4 separate regions of the Drosophila melanogaster genome follow, and regions 1, 3 and 4 are each linked to region 2. A link is a contact called in public Hi-C data. All regions are on one chromosome and are shown on one strand. The core of a region is the stretch at or near the end of the contact, and the rest is flanking DNA. Distances in the headings are between cores, read along the strand shown. Region 1 holds the start of RpL6 (Ribosomal protein L6). Region 2 holds the start of lncRNA:CR46094 (long non-coding RNA:CR46094). Region 3 holds the start of lncRNA:CR46110 (long non-coding RNA:CR46110). Region 4 holds the start of lncRNA:CR46035 (long non-coding RNA:CR46035).

Region 1 (2,825 bases), core at 212-2,711, 7.0 Mb after region 2:
AATTATTGGATTTTAGAAAATGAACTAATCGTCACAGCTGGGGTTCTTTGATGAAAAGGCCAAAACTTTCCGTTTTGTAAGGTTTATTTTACAAATCCTGTTAGTCTAACCAGCGGGCGCGCTTGTACAGTGTTTTTGCTTTAGAAATCCTTAAACTGAAGAACCAAATCCATCCCCTCGCTTAGAATCGCATGCGGTGGGGGTATTGGGAGGAGTGCAGGGCAAACATGTTCTGCAAGTACTTGGCGAAGAACTTGCCCTCGGGATGGGCCTTGATGACCTTCAGCAGGGCGGCGTCCACCTCCTTCTGGTCCTTCTTGCGCTGCTCGTTGGGCACGAAGCGCTCCTTCTTGGCCGCGAAGATGTCGGCCTCGCCGGTCTTCTTGTCCTTCTTAGCCTTCAGACGGCGGAAGTAGGCGTCGTTCAGGTGCTCGGGCACCTTGAAGGCACCGAGATCCACCTTCGAGGAGGTGCCGATCACGTAGCGCTGGGACACGCGACGCAGCGGGCACGAGTTGAGGGCGAAGGGTCCGGTGACCAGCAGGAGTCCGGAGGCCAAGACCTTCAACAGGACGACGCGCTTGCCCTGGTGGCGTCCGGCCAGCAGGATGAGCACGGTTCCGGGGGTCAGGTTGCGGCGCGTGTTGCGTTTGTGCTCGCTGAAGTTTGCCTTGGAGGGGCGCTTCTTCACGAACGTCTTGGTCGGGTAGGAGGCCTTGCTCTTCTTCAGGAAGACCGTGCGCTCACCGCCGTTCTTGGGTCCTCCGATCTTCTTCACCTTCTTGATGGGCACCTTGGCCTTCTCCACGACGGGGCTCTTCTTGTCCTTCAGGCGGTACAGAGCACGACGCTTGTACATCTGAAATAGGTTGGAAAAGTGGTTAGCTTGATCCTTGATCCACAAGCCTTTGAACTAGGGGGTTATTTTGTTTACGTGTATCACTAATACGCTCCACTTGTTGCACAGTCACAAGCAAGGGCATTGAGGATTATTGAACTTATTTGTGAGAAGAGTAAACAATTTAGGCAAAGTATGCATGGTTTGTACTCATAGCCACTTGAACACACGGGAATTAAAATAAATGCATTTGGATTCAGGAACCGCACTGACGAATACTGAGTTTTCAAGTAAAACTAACTCAAAGTGGGTGGATGGTGTGTGGTCCATCCCGCGGATAGATGAGCAAGTATCGGATCCCTTGGAATCGGAGAACCACAAGTAAGCCACGCTGCTGCGCCTTCTCATCGGGCGGAGGCGTCACTCGGGCCAGAGGCCATTTCCCCACTGTTTCCGGCGATATTTACCTGGGCCTTGGAGTAACGCAGGATACCGCCCTTCAGGTAGGAGTTGACGGGGTGCTTCTTGCCCTTTTTGGCCGACTTGGCCACCTTTTTAGCTTTCTCGATGGGTGCCATTGTGAAACACGTGTACACAGCACAAAAATTATTGGAAAAGGAAGGTTATGTCTAGAGCGGTGTGACCAGGGCGGTCGATACAAAAATACCACCCGGTTACCGAAGAAATACCAATTCAGTTTGTAAACATACCATCTATATACCCCAAATTAAAACATAATTTCCCCAGCATTGATTATTTCTACTCAAGAGCTGAAAGTTACAAATATAGTTTCAGTTCCTATAACAGTGGATTTTAATTAACATTAGAACTCATGTTTATAGCATTATTTGTGTAATCGGGTCTGCTATCGATAAAAAAAATGCACACAGTCGCAATATAAAAAGTATCGCAACGTTTTAAATCTATTGCAATAAAAATCGATAAGCTTAACGGTCGATTTATTGAATGACCAATTTAAAAAATTAAACAGTCAGAAAGATAAATAATCCGAAATATGTCAGCTTAAAGATAAAATAAATTGAAGACACGCCTTTTCATTTACCATTTAATAATACTTTTTTCCATTTATTTGTTGTAATGTGTATAATGATTTAAATCACGAGCTTCAGCTGTTTTCAAACAACTTGTTCCACATTTCTTTACACAATGATCCATTTGCTTATAATGATTCTGGTGGACGCCTAAAGTAGAGTCTAATTGTTAGTTACAGGATGTAATTTAAAATAAATAAAATGAGTGGTTCGTAATGTACAGTATGAATTCATTTCGTGTGGTAACTAATCCTAAAGTGTAAACCTCAACCGAATATAAGCTCAAAACTTGACGATGGGCAATTGCCCACCATCATTGTTATCATGAATAAAAGTAGTCGTCAAATAAAAACTAAATATACAATAATTGAGATTTTCATTCATGTTTTTGATGTTGATACTTGCAAATATTTAACTAACTCCGCGCTAAATACAATGTAAAATTTGCTAGTTGTTAAAATTATGAAATCTCAGCCCGTGGCAGTCGATGGTAGAAAAACTTAGTGCTAGACATATTTTCACCGCTTTCACCTTTCTCTTAATCGCCTAATCGTCAATTGGCTGTTATTTATAGTGGACTAAGCTTAAACGAACACATGATGATCTCCGTCGCTTAAATATAATTATTTGTTTCGCATTTCGACTGTGTTAACAATGTATTCGGATTCTGCTTTCTCACTCACAGCTTTCACAGAACTGATCTTCAGGCTGTGGTTCAGAAGGTTACTGAAGTATAGGGAATCTATTGCACAATTGTTAGTTGAGAGAACTTGAATATTTACAGCAAAGTCGCCGGGCTTATTTACACTCGATCGGAAGTCGGGGTTATGGAAATGGTGCTGGTGCTGGTGTACTCACATTTCGCCGGAGTCGCCGCTGCACTGCGTCTGGCGTCACGCCAGCGGATGGCCACGGACGGAGTGAAATAAAACAGG
Region 2 (2,700 bases), core at 25-2,524:
AAAAGTGTGCAAAGCTCGGCGACAAAGCCAAAAAGCAGAGCGCCAAAAGCTCTCCAATCGCTTTTGTTTTGATTGTACAGCTGGAAGAGAGAACACGGAAAAAAACCGGTCCCTACATTAAATTAAAAGAATATTTTTTTAAGTGGTATGCAAAACCAAGATAGTTTTTGTTTTCATTTAATAAAATTACACATTGGTATTAAATATTTTTTTCGGTGTGAGTAGCGCAGCTTATGAGAGCGCATGCCCCACCATCTCTCCCACTCACACACCTAACGAATGTCTGTTGCTTCTTTCACTTCGTCTTTTCCATTTTGGAGAGAGAGCAAGAAGAGGGGAATAAGAGAGGCGGAACAAAAAGCTCGAGTACAGTCTGTTGTTTTGGTTTTTATTATTCTTCTGCTTTTTGCATTTGATTATTAAATAAATTCATTTACAAAGCTTTTCCGCCACTCTCTCCTTCTTCCCTTACCTCTCTTGTTTCCTCTTCCTATCACCCTCTATTTTGACGTCACTTTCGTTGTTTACTTCAGCTTGTTTTCCCTTTTCTTGCACATTCGCCGCCGTTGTTGTTGTTCTCGTTCGGTCTTTTTTATGCAAATTTTTGTTATGAAATTGTCTGGCGCTTTGATTTCGATTTGATTTTATTTTTCGCCAGTGTAAAAATAAACTTGTTTACAACAATCGAAAAATACAAAATACTATAAGTATTTTGCCATTGCAGAATTAAGTAAAATTGCAAGCAATAAAAGAAGCAGAATGCGCGCGTTTTTCCTCGCTGACGTTGCACTTTTTTTTGCACACGATCTTTATTAGTTTGTTTATAACAAAACGAATCAAGAGATCGCAAAAACAGCAGTATCAATTCAACTTCTGAATCCACCGCCTATCACTTGGATTCTTTTAGATACTTTTGTATCTCATTTCTGCGATCGATTTGTCTGAGTTTCCTGTGAACTTCTCGGATATTTTCAGCTGATGAAATTATGCCCCATTAAAGAGTAATGCGATACAGCTTAGTTGGCATTATGAACGTGGAAAACTGAAACTTCAGCGGATATATTTTACTCGGCTTTTATCAGGTTGGGTTTTTGTTTATATTATATTGAATTCTGATAAAATCGTTATTTGTTTATATTTCAACTGGTGATAAAAGCATACTAGGAATTCACTGATTTCCCTGAATTCCCATTTCGGAATTAATCAGAACTGTCAATCATAGCCTTGTATGATGTATGTATGTGTGATGTATGTCATTTATGTACATTTAATATATTCAAGAATTCTTCATAGATAAACCAACTTCAAACTGCATTTATTTTTGTAACTTCCAAGGACCCACTGAAATTTATTACCTTAAAGATACCAGGCAACATGAAGGGTCTGCAAATTCGATTAAATTAAATTTTAGCGACACATAATGGAAATTCTGGACAGGAGAGGAAAATAACCAACTGACGCACGGAGTTACATGTGTATATTTGTTATTTATACAGTAGCTGCTGTGGCAGAAAATCACGACCATGTCCTTGAATACGAAATTGCGACCCAACTTGCAGAGGGAACGCCAAGGATACGTAGGGAGCAGCAAGGATAACAGCCCGATCCCACGCTCTGTTTAACACCCTCAACCGCCACGACAAAAGCACAAATTGTTTATACGTACATATATACAGCTGCGGTGAAAATAATAGCACCGGAAGTGCAGGGATTTAGGATATAGATAAAAATAGTTCTTATACAAAAGAAAGAAATTGTAATTTATGTACAGTTAATTAGTTAGTATTTTTGAAATAAACCTTTTAATTGAAATCTTGTTATTTCCAAAATTTCATTTATAATTGTTCAATATAAAATTGTCCGTTTAAGTAAGCTTTACATAGAAAATCGTTTTATATCATTTTCATATCGTTTTCATTTTCATATCGTTATATTTGTGACCTCGACTGTATTTATCCCTGTTCAAGGAGGCATGTAGAATGATTTTCAAGGACGTGGGCGCCGGCATTTGAGTATTTACAATATATATTCCCGATACCCGACGCCGCCTACGTAACAAAGTGGGATTAGATACATACATAGCTATGTATGCATTTGTATATGTACATATGTACTTTAGGGATGCGTGGGCTTTACGATTCGGGTTCCATGGGATCGAAGCTCCACACTTTCACTTTCGCTTTTCCTGCGCCAAAGTTCAAGGCAGTGCAAAGCTTCGAAGACCTTGAATAGCTTTTTTTCTTCCTTTTTTTTCGTGGGCGTTGTCCTTCGTCGGCGATTTCAATGGTCGTTTCCCCACACAATCCACAATCTTATTTATGCATAGGCGCGAGTTTTCCGTTCGCTGTGAATTTTGACCAATTCGGAAGCACGCCAAGGCATAAATAATCCCTTATTAATTAATTAGATTTTGGGCCGCGTATCCCTTTTTCCACAAGGCCATGTGACAACGCCCAGAGCTTTGGTTTAAGCCTTTCGCTAAGCTTCCCGGCGAAAGGCTTTCTCGCGAATCGATGTTGTTTTTGTTATGAATAAGCAGAAGCACAACAAAAATGCCAACCGCAGACTGTCAAGGACAGTGGGCGTAAAGTGGGCGAACCGAGTGGGCATCACCGAGATGTCCTTCCGAACTCGAGCATTTCTGCGTCGTAATTTTCCAGCACAGCAGCGGGAAAATGGCGAAAATCCACCCCCAAGGTT
Region 3 (2,874 bases), core at 373-2,872, 5.2 Mb after region 2:
GAGCGGGGCGTGGTTCGCCCGACTTTAATCTACAGAATTGACTGGAAAAGGCCAAAAAGGCGAAAAGAGAGTGTGTGTGTGTGTGCTCGTGTGCTGGTGTTTGATTGTGTGTGTGAGTGCCAGCTGCACATGTAAGTTTTGTTTATAATCGCCAACTGGAGAGCAGCAACAATGAAAGTCAAAGTGGAGCGCACAACGAAAAAGCCCGCCATCAGAAAGCCCGAGGATCCAGATCCGGCGGAAGAGGACAGGGTCAAGATGGTGCAGGATGACCCAGAGGACCAGGAGAACCAGGCGGTGGATGAGGAGGAGCTGGACTTTCTGCCCGCCGATCTAAGCGCTGCGATATCGACGGCGACAACGAAAATAGCAACACCGACGCGCAATCTTATCGTAAGTGCGATACTCTATTTGTGTACCCTACATACGCGGGAGTATTATCAGTCGGAGAACGGGTTGACTTTACAACTGTTACTTTCTTATAGGTCACATGCACCTTGGTAGCTCGGTCATATGCTAAAAGAATCTAAAGAAACTTGACCAATAAGCCCAAAATTATTGTGCTACCAATAGCGAATGGTTGCCTTGAAATTCCCTTGCAGATAGTTGAATCTAGAAAATAAGATGATTATTCACTTATGAATTCGCACACTGAAAGGGTATTCGCGCTTCGTTGCCATCTGGTTTTATTGCTATTCACTCGGATTAATAAAGAGGAAGTGGGATAGAAGAGGATAGGTACGGTCGGGCGGTACAAACTGGTACTGCATAGAACGCAATAATTCCGTACTCCCCCCGGTTTTGGATATGAATCTCAACATATCTCACAGAAAGCGTCTGAATGCTAAGGCTGACTTTGTCTGTGAGGCGAAAACATATAGAAAACGGCACACATACGGGTCTGGAAACTTGTTTAAAAAATATATTGAACTTTTTGTTTTTTGTTGTTGCCTTGTATACTCGTCTGCCTTTTTTTTTATTATGATTATTCGCCGAATTGTGTGGTGCGCATTTTGTTGTAGCTTTCCATTGTTATTGTTGCCGCTGTCTCGTTTTGGTTTTTATTTCGTATTTACTTTGTCGACATCTTTGGAATTTCAATTTACACTTTTGTTGTTGTTTCGCGCTGTCACTGTGCCGCTCTCTCACGCGCACAAGGCAGTTAAATGGCAGAGAGAGAGAGAGAGAGAGAGAGCCAGAGAGCGCGAGCAGCTCACACAGATACTTTTATCGCATGCGAGAGAGGCAGACGTGAGTGGGAGAGCGCGACGAGTGCGAGTGAGTGGCTTATTGTGCATTCCCTCGTTGCACTTGATTCGTAGTCGCAGCCAAGGTTGCCCTCTTTGCATTTGTTTTTCTATTGTTCCACTATCTCTCTGTTTCTATTTCGTTTGGTTTTCGGACATTCCCCTCACCATCCATCGCCATCCCCTGTGTATCTTGTATCTGTCAGATATTTGCACCCTGCATCTGTTTCTTTTTTTGTGGCGTAGGTGCGGTCTTTATTGCTGCTTGATTCTCGTTCGCAACACGTGCATCGCCAATTTCATATTGCTGCACTGTGGCCAATAAGCCAAGAAACCGCTCGGAGGTCAAGGCTTTCGCTTCCGTTTCTAATTGGATTCCACTTGGGACTGCGGCAAGCTATGAAATACTGGATAGCATATCTATCTGAAATTTGTATTTGCCGCATTTTGGTGTGATTTTAAATTTAACTTTGACGAAGCTTATTGATTTTCAAAGATATGTTTTTAAATGTCTATGCTAACTGTCTATATCCTTAGGTGGACATATATATTTTTTATTTTATTAGCAATAATGACTGCCACTTTCGGCTGCCTTTAGAATTCAAAGGGAAATCTTGAATGCGAAAATAGACTTGTCTTCTGTTCGGCACGCAAATCCCCCGGCTAATACCAGACTTGACAAGCGAAATATATATATGTACATATATATCTTTCCACCCCGATTTCCCATTCGGCTGACATTCGAAATTATGCTGCAGTTGATTTTGCCATAGAATTAAATCCAATGCCAAGGTCAAGTGGCACTCAGATGCTGCGGCTCACCCCCGTTCTTCCCCCCCCGAATACCTCGAATCCCCCCTCGAATCTCGCTGGTATTCCACTTAGAATGTCAAGCGACTCACGCGTCGAAATGTTTGAGATGCAATGTTGGGTATGGTGATAGGATGGGGATATGGCGATCGGGATGGTGGGCTTGGGGTTGTATTTTGCGATTATATGTATACTGAATATGGTGCTGTGCACTTGAACAACTCAAATTGCCTTTTTCGCATTGCGCTGCATAAAACATGCAGCGTGCTACATAAATATTCCATGCATTAAAAGCAAACGCATTAAAAGTCACGAGCAAATCGGCTAACGAGCAGCGAACTCTCCTCGGAGATAACCTTTTTACGGATTTTTATGTTTGCACACTCGGGGTCAAGAGAATAGGGTTTAATTAATTGCAAAACACAAGCTGGAGATCACATGAGATCACTATAGGTATAGGATAGGATTAATCCTAGAGATTGTGTTATTAGGTGATCACAACCACTTTCTGCCAATAATAATTGCCTACATTTATATTTGATTCGTTTTAGTATTGATTTAAAAAAAAAGCCCTTTCGTTGCGACACCAACTGTACAGAACAGAACCGCAGATTCGTTTTTTTTAGCGCTTTATAATCACGATCGGATATCCAGCAGAAATTGCCAATTTAATGTGCGCATCAACTAAAAATAAATAAATATAAAATTGCCAATGCTTCGGCCGCCGCCTTTGTTGCCATCGACATCAGCGTGCTCACTTAGCCAGCAAATAAATAAATAAATGCACACACATCACAACAAAACACAACAAAATAAA
Region 4 (2,700 bases), core at 85-2,584, 6.9 Mb before region 2:
CACACGAAACCGGCGGAAAGGAGAGGGGCAGCCGGGAATTTATAAACACAGCCATTCTCGGAGAGAAAAAGTAATAAACTCGGGGATATCATAAAAATGAAAACAAGAGGGAAGGGCCAGGCCAACGCATGCAACCCGCATTCTGAAATACCCTAGCTGAAAGGTTTTGCCATTCCAATTAGTAAGTTTCAAGCTAGTAGGATGATGCGTTGTAAAGATTACGCTCTATCGTCATAGATTAAAAAAAAAACAGTTCCATTAAAAATTGCAGGAAAGCAATATTCCTAATAAGCACCGTTGTAAGAGTGTTTAACTAGCTATAACTATTTATCTAGTTAAAAGTATTAGTATTTTAAAGCAACTAAACCTTTTGCTAAGAATACCACTCAAGTAGCACAAATTATAATGCCCCACTGCAAAGGGTGAAAACCTCAAAAACTGAAGCAATGAGAATGCGAAACAAACAAAAAAATAGTTCACCACCACATCCCGCATAGTCTCAGTCTCAGTCCCAGTACCCGCCGTCGTCTCCATTCTCGCAATCTCCACCCCCTCAAGTGCAATGGTTGGTTTTCATTATGCACAGCTTGTTCGCCGGATCGGAGGGGTTTAACCTCAGAGCCAGGGAACGAGATACTATATATATATATATATGTATATAAAGAACAGAGCACAGCTGAGCGACAGCCAGTCCGACTGTCGCTCATTAGACATCCATCCTCCACCTCCCAGTGTGGGAGAGGGTCGGTCTACGTCTCCATCTGCATCTGCATCTGCGTCTGGGTCTGGGGTCTGGATCTGTTTCTGATTCTGAATCCGATTCTGGGTCCGAGTCCGCTCGGATCCATGCTCATGCAATTTCTGTTTGCGCTTGCTGGAAATTTTATGAGCGAATCGAAAGTTTGTGCAATTGTGTTGAGTGTGCATGGCGCACATTGCACAAGGCAACCCAGACAGTACCACAAAACGCAGATGAACATACAGTCCAACTTCCCTGTGTTGATCTACAAATCGAATCATACTGAATAATTACAGATTCCTGGAATTATGATTAAGATCTAAGAAGTAGTAGTACATAAGTTTTACTCATTATTTTCTATTGAATCCAAATCATGAATTAATCAGAAATTATATTTTTAACCAAAATGTTATGGAAATCAAGCATTTCGAAAATTATAGCAATAATCAACCATCTGAAGTCCTTAGGGAATTCTTGGGTTTTTTTTTTGTTCATGATAAATAGTTCGAGTTATAGAAGTTCGACTGTATATAGAGAACAAATACTCGCATATTCGTTTATTCGTATACCAGCAGCAGAAGTCGCTTTGGATCTGCTCGGTTCGGTTGGGTTTGGTTCGCTTCGTTTTGTTTCGTACCGTTTCGTTTGCTCGTTGGCTGCTTTTGCCAGCGGAGCAGCAGTCAGTCGGTGGCCCCAATCCTTGCCCCGCACCTTCCGCCCTCATCCACTTACAATATGGCAAACTAACAGACTGTCAGACTGACTGGCAATCCGACGCAGCAACAGAGCAACAGACCAACAGCCACTGGCAGCAGTAAAAGCGAAAAAACGAACAACGAACGAACAACAACAGCCAACGTTGGCAGTCAACCACTTTGAGTGCTCAGACAAATGTCCCATTAATCGCACACTGGGCTCCAACCGAAAACACACGGCCCAGAGTCGCAGCCAGAGCTGCCAGAACCGGCAAGAGCCAGAGCCACAGCCACAGCCAGGGCAATAGCTAAAGCAAAAGCCAAAGCCATAGCCAGAGCCAGAGCCAGGCCAGACCAGACCAAAGCGATCCAATCCGACCGACCCTACTCGACTCAACTCGACTCGTTTCGAGCAACGTTTCGATTCGTTCGTGGTGTGTATCCAAACGAGTGAACTGAAAAACAAGCGCACAATCACACGACTCTCTGTATGTATAAAATTTGTATGCGTTCGAAACGAGGCAGTACACTGAAACATAAGCTGGGCGGCCTTTTGATAGGATATTATAAAGAACCATTACCTTGCCATTTTCATTAAATTATTGTTTCTGATCAAGTCACTCATCAAAAGACTGAACTTTGGCCTAAGATTCCAAACCCAGAGTAATCATATATTTCTTTCAAAGAATTCTTCTCTGTGCATCAGCGCCAACTGAAATGAACGTTCTTTTTATTTCGACTTTATTTTTGCCTTTTTTACTGGCTGCGCCGCCTGTTAAAATGAAAAACGATGATGATGCCGCCGCCGCCGCCGCTGCTGCTGCCAACAATAACAACAACGACAACGCAGCAGAGTCGCAGGCACAGCAATGAGTGGAGCACTAAAATCCCAGCAACAACGGACGAAGAAAAACCGGCAAAATTGTTCATTGGCAGTTGGAAGGCACCATAATGAAGGGGCACAGGGCACGGGGAAGATGGGGGGACCCGGTTGCGGAAAGGCCGTGCCATGTGGCTCTGGGGCTTTTGGGCTCGCAATCGCAATAGCAATAGCAATGGCATTCGCATGCCGGTGGTTTGAGTTTGGGCCCAAAGCCCCAACCGTGTGCACTGCACCACAGACAATTTCGGCTGGCATTAAATGAATGCAGCAGTTGTGTGCTGCTGGCGGCTGGCTGGCCCGCAAATTTCAGATGCTGATAGGCATACAGATAGATAGTCATGCCAATTGCCCACAGAGCAGAGAGAATATGACGCAGAACAGTC

What was found. Hi-C and Micro-C count contacts between places; a contact is called where the count stands out from the background.
Region 1: a Hi-C map of the Kc167 cell line shows a contact between it and region 2, with 2.4 times the contacts expected there. A contact is called at or near these places in 2 of 107 Hi-C or Micro-C datasets (the Kc167 cell line and the S2 cell line).
Region 3: a contact with region 2 is called in a Hi-C map of the Kc167 cell line, with 4 times the contacts expected there. A contact is called at or near these places in 2 of 107 Hi-C or Micro-C datasets (the Kc167 cell line and the ML-DmBG3-c2 cell line).
Region 4: a Hi-C map of the Kc167 cell line shows a contact between it and region 2, with 2.1 times the contacts expected there. A contact is called at or near these places in 2 of 107 Hi-C or Micro-C datasets (the Kc167 cell line and the S2 cell line).

The regions. Positions count from the first base shown.
Region 1 is chr3R:31,594,743-31,597,567 of dm6, forward strand. RpL6 (Ribosomal protein L6) reads right to left here and starts at 1,462. Exons shown (of 3, transcript NM_170554.2): 1 at 1,306-1,462; 2 at 779-859; 3 at 50-721. The coding sequence starts at 1,416. The coding sequence ends at 182. It overlaps CycG (Cyclin G), which reads right to left. Exons shown (of 6, transcript NM_001276217.2): 6 at 1,900-2,825.
Region 2 is chr3R:24,572,496-24,575,195 of dm6, forward strand. It overlaps lncRNA:CR46094 (long non-coding RNA:CR46094), which reads left to right and starts at 1,275. Exons shown (of 1, transcript NR_133443.1): 1 at 1,275-1,809. All of the region lies in intron 2 of REPTOR (Repressed by TOR), which reads right to left.
Region 3 is chr3R:29,773,429-29,776,302 of dm6, forward strand. lncRNA:CR46110 (long non-coding RNA:CR46110) reads right to left here and starts at 1,623. Exons shown (of 1, transcript NR_133481.1): 1 at 896-1,623. All of the region lies in intron 1 of kay (kayak), which reads left to right.
Region 4 is chr3R:17,702,361-17,705,060 of dm6, forward strand. It overlaps lncRNA:CR46035 (long non-coding RNA:CR46035), which reads left to right and starts at 1,335. Exons shown (of 1, transcript NR_133415.1): 1 at 1,335-2,700. All of the region lies in intron 4 of osa (osa,), which reads right to left.